Regions from separate parts of the Mus musculus genome. Here region 1 is linked to region 2. A link is a contact called in public Hi-C data. All regions are on one chromosome and are shown on one strand. Each heading gives the region's core, a stretch centred on a gene start, on an enhancer-like site or on the middle of the called end of the contact. The rest is flanking DNA. Distances are from core to core; before and after follow the strand shown.

Evidence for each region. Hi-C and Micro-C count contacts between places; a contact is called where the count stands out from the background.
Region 1: a Hi-C map of bone marrow-derived macrophages shows a contact between it and region 2, with 2.3 times the contacts expected there. The contact joins two enhancer-like sites. A contact is called at or near these places in 1 of 39 promoter capture datasets (the 3T3-L1 cell line), 10 of 484 Hi-C or Micro-C datasets (bone marrow-derived dendritic cells, bone marrow-derived macrophages, conventional dendritic cells and 5 more), 5 of 115 datasets of contacts at active chromatin or transcription factors (bone marrow-derived dendritic cells, bone marrow-derived macrophages, embryonic stem cells and 2 more) and 1 of 9 other capture datasets (bone marrow-derived macrophages).

Annotation. Positions count from the first base shown.
Region 1 is chr4:55,814,692-55,818,609 of GRCm38.p6, reverse strand. No RefSeq gene overlaps it. Among named protein-coding and RNA genes, the nearest start is that of Gm34482, 140 kb to the left of the region's middle. Within about 2 kb of position 1,414, at least 28 of the 459 cell types and tissues checked have an H3K27ac peak or open chromatin away from gene starts, as enhancers often do. A contact at or near this core is called in bone marrow-derived dendritic cells and bone marrow-derived macrophages, where this site is marked.
Region 2 is chr4:55,730,853-55,735,123 of GRCm38.p6, reverse strand. No RefSeq gene overlaps it. Among named protein-coding and RNA genes, the nearest start is that of Gm12511, 160 kb to the right of the region's middle. Within about 2 kb of position 2,898, at least 131 of the 459 cell types and tissues checked have an H3K27ac peak or open chromatin away from gene starts, as enhancers often do. A contact at or near this core is called in bone marrow-derived dendritic cells and bone marrow-derived macrophages, where this site is marked.

The DNA.
Region 1 (3,918 bases), core at 165-2,664, 85 kb before region 2:
GTGTTCAATAAAGTTTCAATGGCTACTGTGACTGATTTCTATCATCCTCAACTTTGTGCACTTCAGAAGAGAAACAGAAACATGACAGAACTCCAATGTAGTCTATCATCTATAGAAGAAAAACAAAGGAAGTATCTGAAAGTGTCCAGCAGAAACACAGAATCTTTTAATAATGACAAGAGAACATTAGAGTAAACTCTAGGCTGTTATGAACAATTTTAAAACTCTAGAGTTTCCAGAGGAAACTCTTGAGATCCAATGTAAACAAAGTCCTTGTGTTATCTGTGTTGTTTCCATATATAAGAAGAGGAAATGTCATCACTGTGTCATGACTTCAAGCTTCGTCTTCCATTATCCTCTCTAGCCTAATATTTACTCAACTCTGGTCATGGCTTCCTATCCCTGAAACATACCTCAGGACTAAGCACACCCCTGCCTTTTCCCATTCTCACCTTTTGGGGTGCTTCACTGCCTTCCTCATCTAGAGAAGAGAGATCTTCAGAGACCCAGAATTCCTGAGACATCCCCTCCCCATAACATAGCTCACAGAATGCTCCATTATATTTGTTTGGAATGATTTTCTGTATTATCATTATTCACCTTCTGAATCCATCCAACCATCTGGTCAACCATTGCCTATCTACTGACAACAGACATATGTGGCAGTACAGTGTGCAACAGCAATGAACAAACAGAAGGGTAAATGGATTATGCTGTAAATTCTTAGACAGGAGAAGGGTATCTGGATTTGTGACTAAATGCTGGAAGATCTAATTGGGAGGTCCATATGGAATTGAAACGGGAAATTTTGCATGTATCATGTTTCTAGTCCATGGCAAACAGCCCACTCTGGAAGCCCCATGCCATGATTATAACCTAGCTGCTTATTCTCAGATCAGCACTTCCTTTCTCCATAGACTTATGCAACCTAGATGTGCAGATGCACACTTTGGCATGGGTGGCCCCATACCCTCTATAGGGATCTGAGTATACAAGGCAACCATGGGACTAGCCTCATCTGCGGTAGTGGCCAAACCAGGTGGCCTAAAGAGGAACAAAAAACTTCTGGAAGCATCCTCCCCAACCTCGCATGGATACTTCCTGATGGATGTAGGAATGCTTACATGTCTGCTTTTTGGCAAATAGCAAGTGTCACACTTGCCAAAGGGAGGTCTCTTCCCTGATCATTTTTGTCCTTTGGAGAGTAATCCCAATTCCAAAAACCCGCAGGAAAAGTAGTCCAACCTTTGGCTTTACCCAGCCTCTCTGCATTTCTGTTAGGAGAACTTTTATTTCCTCCTTGCTCCTCTATTTTGATAGCATTTACTTCCTCTATTTGCTGCCTCAATAGTCCAAGTCCCCCACACCCCCACATATCACTTCCACAGAGAAACAGCAGAGGCAAATGCACTACTTCTTTCTGCAGAGTTCTGCCCTGCTCTCTACCACCACTGGTAGCACCACTCACTCACACAGATGACCAGTTTCCTTGTCTCTCTGTCACCTTGGACTGTGAGGTCCAAAGGACCTTTGTCCCCTAAATAGAACCAGGTGTATTCCTTAGGTGTACACACACACACACACACACACACACACACATACACACACACACATTCATCACTTGAAATTTGGCTAGATCTGTGTGTTGAGCACATCTTGTTGTCTCATTTGAAGCTCTCTGGGAGATCAGAGATGAGAAAACCATACATTCTGCTGCTGTTAAAAGTCTGTATTCCAATGGAAGACTATTAAATGATAATCATTAAAAGGATAGGGGTGTGGGGGGGAAATGGAGGAGAATGGGGAAACTATTTCAGAGAAGCAGAAATAACAAGTAGTCAATCCTGGATCATCTTGTTGGGATCAGTTTAAACAACCCAAAATATACATAGACCTTGAGACTCAAGGTCATGCATGAGCTTCCAGTAGACCTAGGAAGAAAGAGCAGTTCTCACAACCCTTTCACGTAGCTTCTTGTTATTTGGTTCTCTGATAGCCAGCACAGTAGACATAACAGAGAAGTCATCTCCTAGCTGGATACTGAGCCCAACAAGTCTTTCCATAGACTTTCACCCTTTCTCTTTTGGAAAAGCCATCCTTAAGGAAATTCTGACCATTACTCTGGCTTCAGATCATTGTTCACTGTTCCCTCTGGTAGCTTCCAGAATCATCCTTCCCTCCAGATTCACTTCTGTCTATGATAAGCTCTCCTCTTCCTTCATGGGGCTGAGTGTACGCCAGGCACAGGCTGTTCAGCTTTGCTTGCTTCTGAGGGGCTCCCTGCCTAGATCCAGGGCTCCTGTCTCCCCACATCTCCCTGCATTGGCTTAGTATTACCCATGCTGATTCATGACTAGTTTTATCCAGTATGCATAGAATTCCAACTAGGACCAAAGGACCATCAGAAGCTACAGAGGGGCTGTCTGTGTGTATGTTGCAGGGAGGTACCTTGCCTCTTTTATCAGCCTGTGCGTTTCTTCCACAGAGCCACCCCAAGAGTGCTTCCCTACTCAAGGGGGCAGAAAGAAACCTGAAGTTCCTGGTGGGGGGGTGGCCACAAGTGCAGGAGGAACACTTTCTTCACTGGTATTTCAAGACTATTTCGCAATCACAGAAACCACCAGCCACATGCAATCACTGGCTGGAAAGAAGCAAGTGCGAGATTGGATTGAAGGAGCATGTGTGTGAGGGTACATGCATGTATATATGCACACACTCATATGTGTGTGCATATGCTATGTATGTCTTTGTGTGTACACTAGCATATTTATATGTGTGTGCATGTGTGCATATACCACAGGTGTGTGTGTGTGTGTGTGTGTGTGTGTGTGTGTGTGTGTGTGTGTGAATAGATATGAAGAGACTCCAAAGACAGTCAGCCAACAGAATTCTTTCTGATGCCAGTGTGTGCTCCAGCCAAAAAGATGTATTTGGGGTCAAAAAGAGAAAATTTCATTGAAGTCCAAAGCTTTAGTTAGATCATCAAATATGAAAAACAACAGTGTATATGCTGATATATTTGTAATTAATTTCCATTTCAGAATTACAATTCTCAACATGAATGAATGTCGTACAGGGCACATGGAAAAGTTTGAATTTTAGATATACAACCTATTTTAATGACTTTTTAAAAAATATTACTAATATGTGCTTTGTGTGTGTGGTTTCATGTATAGCATAGCACCTGCATGGAGGTTAGAGGATGACTTTGTAGTACGATTCCCACTTTTAGGTGGGATAGAATTTAGCTCACAAGGATTTCATATGCAATTTCATCTGAGTATGTGACTTAAGGTATTTTATTTATATTTATTTACCTTCTTTTTTGCAATGCTAGAGCCAAATGCCATCGCCTGCTGAAGCATCTCACAAGTCCACACAGCACATGAAAAGAACATCATGTTCCTAGTATAGTGTTGGATATACATATATGTAAAAAAAAGATGAAAAAGAAATTTATTTGATGTATAGCTGGAGTTCACATCATCTTGACGGGCTGTGCTTTGTGTGCTTACTAAGCCAGTGTCCAAGCCTCCCTCCAGCAACCATGAGCACTTCACTGCAGAACACTGGGGGAGTCTTCAGGTCTTCCTCAAACTTGCAGAGCCTGGAAGTTGATCTAGTCCAACGTCCTCATGTTACAGATATCGAAACTGAGCTAGAGAGGAAGTAACTTCAAGGTTGCACAGGGATTTGACGGTACAACCAGGACCCAAACCCACTCTCATCACCCCAGGAGACTTTTCCCAACATGCCAGTGGGGCCCTAATGAACACGAGATTTGACAGAGATCAACAGAAAGTTGTTCAGAATAAAATCAACTTTAAAACAACAACAACAAAAACAAAACAAACAAACAAAACAATGTAACCAAGACTCTTGGCTTATTCACTTGGAAATGGCAGTTTAAAAGTTGGG
Region 2 (4,271 bases), core at 1,649-4,148:
AAGTCCACAGAATATCCTATTCCTATCTTGGTAGACAAGAAAGTAGAAAGCTTGAGTCAGAACCAGAAGTGGATTTTAGCTTCCAGTCTCACTGTCTCTAGTGAGGCACTTCCAATAGGTAGGTCCACTCCTTAGGTTTTCCACATCCTCCCAAAGGGATACCACCAGCTGGAGACCAAGGTTTTGAGCCTGTGAGCTGGTAGGAGACACTTCAGATTTTAACTATGACAGTATTCAACAGAAATGCACACACTAAGATAGTCACAGCCACACCATTCAGAACAGCAACTCAACTAACTGTCAATCACAAAATGGATAAGTAAATAGAAGCACACAGTATTACACACTGAGAACAATGGTAATGTGCTTTTATGGGTGACATCAGAGAAAACTGTCCTAGACATAACAGTGAACCAGAGAAGCCAACTGCATGTTTACTGCAGGACAGGGCACAATGGCTAGCAAGAATCACTGAGGTGCCCCATGATGCATTGAAATGTGTGGTTATAATGCTGTCTAATAAGTTAGCCCAAATTTTGGGTCTTAACATAACAGTCATTTCATTGTTTGTCATGAATCTGTGACTCAGGGCTAGGCTAAGCAATTCTTGTGTTTCATGTGGTTTTTGACCAAGGCCTCTCAATAGTCCAAGAGAGCTCTCCTTACAAAGTCAGTGCTTCAGCAGTCATCTGCAGAAGGCTGGCCTCCACCAACACTGTGGACAGCGTGGCTGTGCATGCCCTTTAATGAGGCAGTCCCTGGGCTAGTAGACTCCAGGTGTTTCTGGAAACAGTTGCTAAGAAACCCACCAAGTAGCATCCCATCTTCTTATGCCCTAGCTTAAGCACCACTTCCACTACATTGTGTTGCATTAGAGAAGTCAGTAAGGCCAGTCCAGCATCAAGAAGAGAAAGAGAGTCTACTGCTTTGAGGAAGGGATATGTGTACATAGAGACTGAGAACTGATGGCGGTCATCTTGGAAACATGCTAACTGTGTCTGTTTGGGCAGTGACTACAGGGATCTCTTCGGTTTGTGACAGTCTAGCAAGCCACACACCTGTGATATGTCCCTCTTCCTGTGCATATAATTGCAACAAAAGGGTTTACATTTGAACTGGATTATTAAGAAGAATAACTCCACTTGCGTTGATCAGGCTGATCTCTTTGTGGCCCTCCTGTGTGTTAGTGGATAGCCCTGCCTCCCCAGAGTCTCCTGACCCCATCCCCAGCTTGAGTTAGAGATGTGAACTCTTTTGGGCTTCTTTTCCTGTGAAGGCTTCATTCCAACGAGGAAGCAAAGCAACACTTGCCTCACACTATTAGCGTGAGGAAGGACGAGACAACTTTAAGTAAACTTCCAGCCTATCTTGGATGCTCCGTGAATGAGCATTTCCGTTCAAACTCTGGCCACTTGCACAGACTCCTGACTCCTCTGCTGACAGGGATTAGGAGTTTAGACTTCTTAGAAGTCCTGACAGGATTCCAGTGAGCCCAAACCCTCCCTCCTCCCTGGGGTCCTTCCCTATAAACAGAGTCCTATAAGTCTGTGCTCTCTCTCACCTGCCACCCTACATGGAGGCCTGGGTCAGATGTGCTGAAAACACTCTGTGGCCTCTAGAACAGGGCCAAAGTCCCACAAGTGAAGTGACAAATGAATCAACTCAGCCAGGGCTTAGTCATTCTTAGGTACTTTCCACACAGACACATCGAGATGGTTACCAGAGAAAAGTCTGCCTGCCGACCTCACAGCTGCCCAGAGAAAATGTTGTTGTAACCTTTCCTTCACAGGGGAACAAGCAGCATCACTCTCCTTTCCTTCCCGTCCTTTCTGGAGCGAGATGCCCTGGCAAGGGAGCTGAAGTGCTTGTTTTTGTTTACCCTGGAGGAAGTTTCCAGATAGTTCTGAATCCAGGGCTTTGAATATGGGGCCGGCCCTTCAAGTCTTAGGCACTTAATGTCTAAGTGCATAAACAACTCCTCAGAGGCCACTGTCACTGGCCATCCAGATTCTCGGCCTTCCCAGCTAGCTCTCTGGTCAACAAGAGTATCCTTTAGGCTTTCAGATTCCAGAAAGACTGTGGAAGACTGTCCAAGCCCCTCACACTGATGTAGAGCGAGCTGGCTTCGCATACTTGTTATCCCAGAAATCAATAGGTCAAGCAGGAAGACTACCATAAGTAGTACCATACCAGCCTGGGCTACTTAGTGAGTGCTGGGTCTGCCTGGTCGACAATATGAGGTTGTTGTTTGCTTGTATGTATGTATATTTGTTTGTTTGTTTGTTTAATAAACAAAAATGTCTTCCCTTCCACCTGAGACATTAGATTGTAACTTCCTGGTCCCCTGTTCTTGCTTCTTAGTAATGGGGATTAAGAGTGCTCACCCAAAAATGGAGGGAAAGGCACATGAAGAAATGATCACAGCCTGGAACTCTCGCCCTCTGCTCCAATTCTTCAATCATTTCTGTGCAACCTTTCTCTATTTAAATTTCCTCTTTTACTTCCTATGTACTATCTCATTCTGTCTCCTCTCCTCTCCTCTCCTCTCCTCTCCTCTCCTCTCCTCTCCTCTCCTCTCCTCTCTTTTCTTCTCTGTTATCTGTATTTTTTTCTGCCTTGTTTTTAAGCCTCAGTCCAACCCCTACCCCATTCATAGCCATTTCTCTGTCTGGTATAGCTTTGGCGTGCAGCTATTGAAAGCTAGCCAGACTCTGGTTAAAAAACGTTGCAATTCTTGGCCGGTGTTTCTCTCCTTCCAAACGAGGGTGATGTTTCAGGCATAGGAAGTCCTGCCATCCATTTAGGCCCCAGGGAAGAAAAATAGCACAGCCTTTGTGTGTGGCCTTAGGTGGATGGTGAAGTGGGCCTCTGCATACTCACAGAAATAAGTCTGGTGTTTCAGAGAATTGTGAAATGTGTGCAGGCAATGTGTCATCCCAACAACAGTGAGTCAGTCTCCAGGCCCAGGCCCAAAGCTGGCTGCCTTTGCTTTCTAAATAGAAAGTGTATTCCTGGCCAGCCAGGCATTAGCAGAGGAGTGGTGGGTGAGTGAATGGACAGAGAAGCAGAGAAGACGTGCTAGTCCATACATCACAGGTTCCCAGGAAAATCAGGCTCCCCCTTTTCGGCCATCATTGGGAAGAGGGGCCCCTTAGTCTTGCAAACTTTATATGCCCCAGTACAGGGGAATGCCAGGACCAAGAAGTGGGAGTGGGTGGGTAGGGGAGCAGGGCGGGCGGGGGGGTTATAGGGGACTTTTGGGATAGCATTTGAAATGTAGATGAAGAAAATATCCAATAAAAAATTGAAAAAAAGGAAAATTTGTAAAAGAGCATTCTTTTTCCTTCTTTCCTAGTCACTTGAATCTGGTGTGTGTGTGTGTGTGTGTGTGTGTGTGTGTGTGTGTGTGTGTGAACTTTGCCCTTTGTCATTTATTTCAGCCTGAGCTTCCAGAGTGACCTTCCAAAATAAAGCCATAAAACTGCGACACAGTGGCCTAGATGACCTGAATGTGATAATCAGCCTCAATCAAATGGAGTTCAAAATCTCATCTTACCTTCCACTAACACTGTGAGAAGAGACAGAGACAGAGACAGAGACAGAGACAGAGACAGAGACAGAGACAGAGACAGAGACAGAGACAGAGACAGAGGCAGAGGCAGAGGCAGAGGCAGAGGCAGAGGCAGAGGCAGAGGCAGATAGAGACAGAGACAGAGACCAAACACAGAGAACATTCATGCATATGTATGGGTATTATTTGGGTATTACTGAGTAAATTTCCAAGCTCTCTGGAATCTTAGCATCACATTAGCTAAGAGGACCTGTCTGTCATGTATACCAGTGCTGTGTGCATGTGTGTGCATTCATGTATGTGTGCATGTCTGAGGGTACATCACTGGGTTTAAAAAACAATCTCTTTAGAGTCTCTGTCAATTCAAAACAAAACAAAAAACCCCTGCCTGCTCTTTCATGAAGTTTAAAGAAGGTAGCAACACTCACAGCAGGCGAGCATGGCATTCAGATGTCCTTATCTAACAAAAAGATGCTGTAGTTTGGAATGAATGTCCCCAGAGACCTATGTATCTGATACTTGGTCCGCATTCTGTGCTGCAACTGGGAGATCATAGGATGCTGAGGACATAGAAACTTGTGGAAGGAAAGGAGGTCATTGAAGGAGAGATTTGAGACCTGCCCATTTATGACCACAGTGATGTACTGCTATTCCAACACTATCAAATTCTGGACCAACAAGACCAGGGATTGAAACCAGG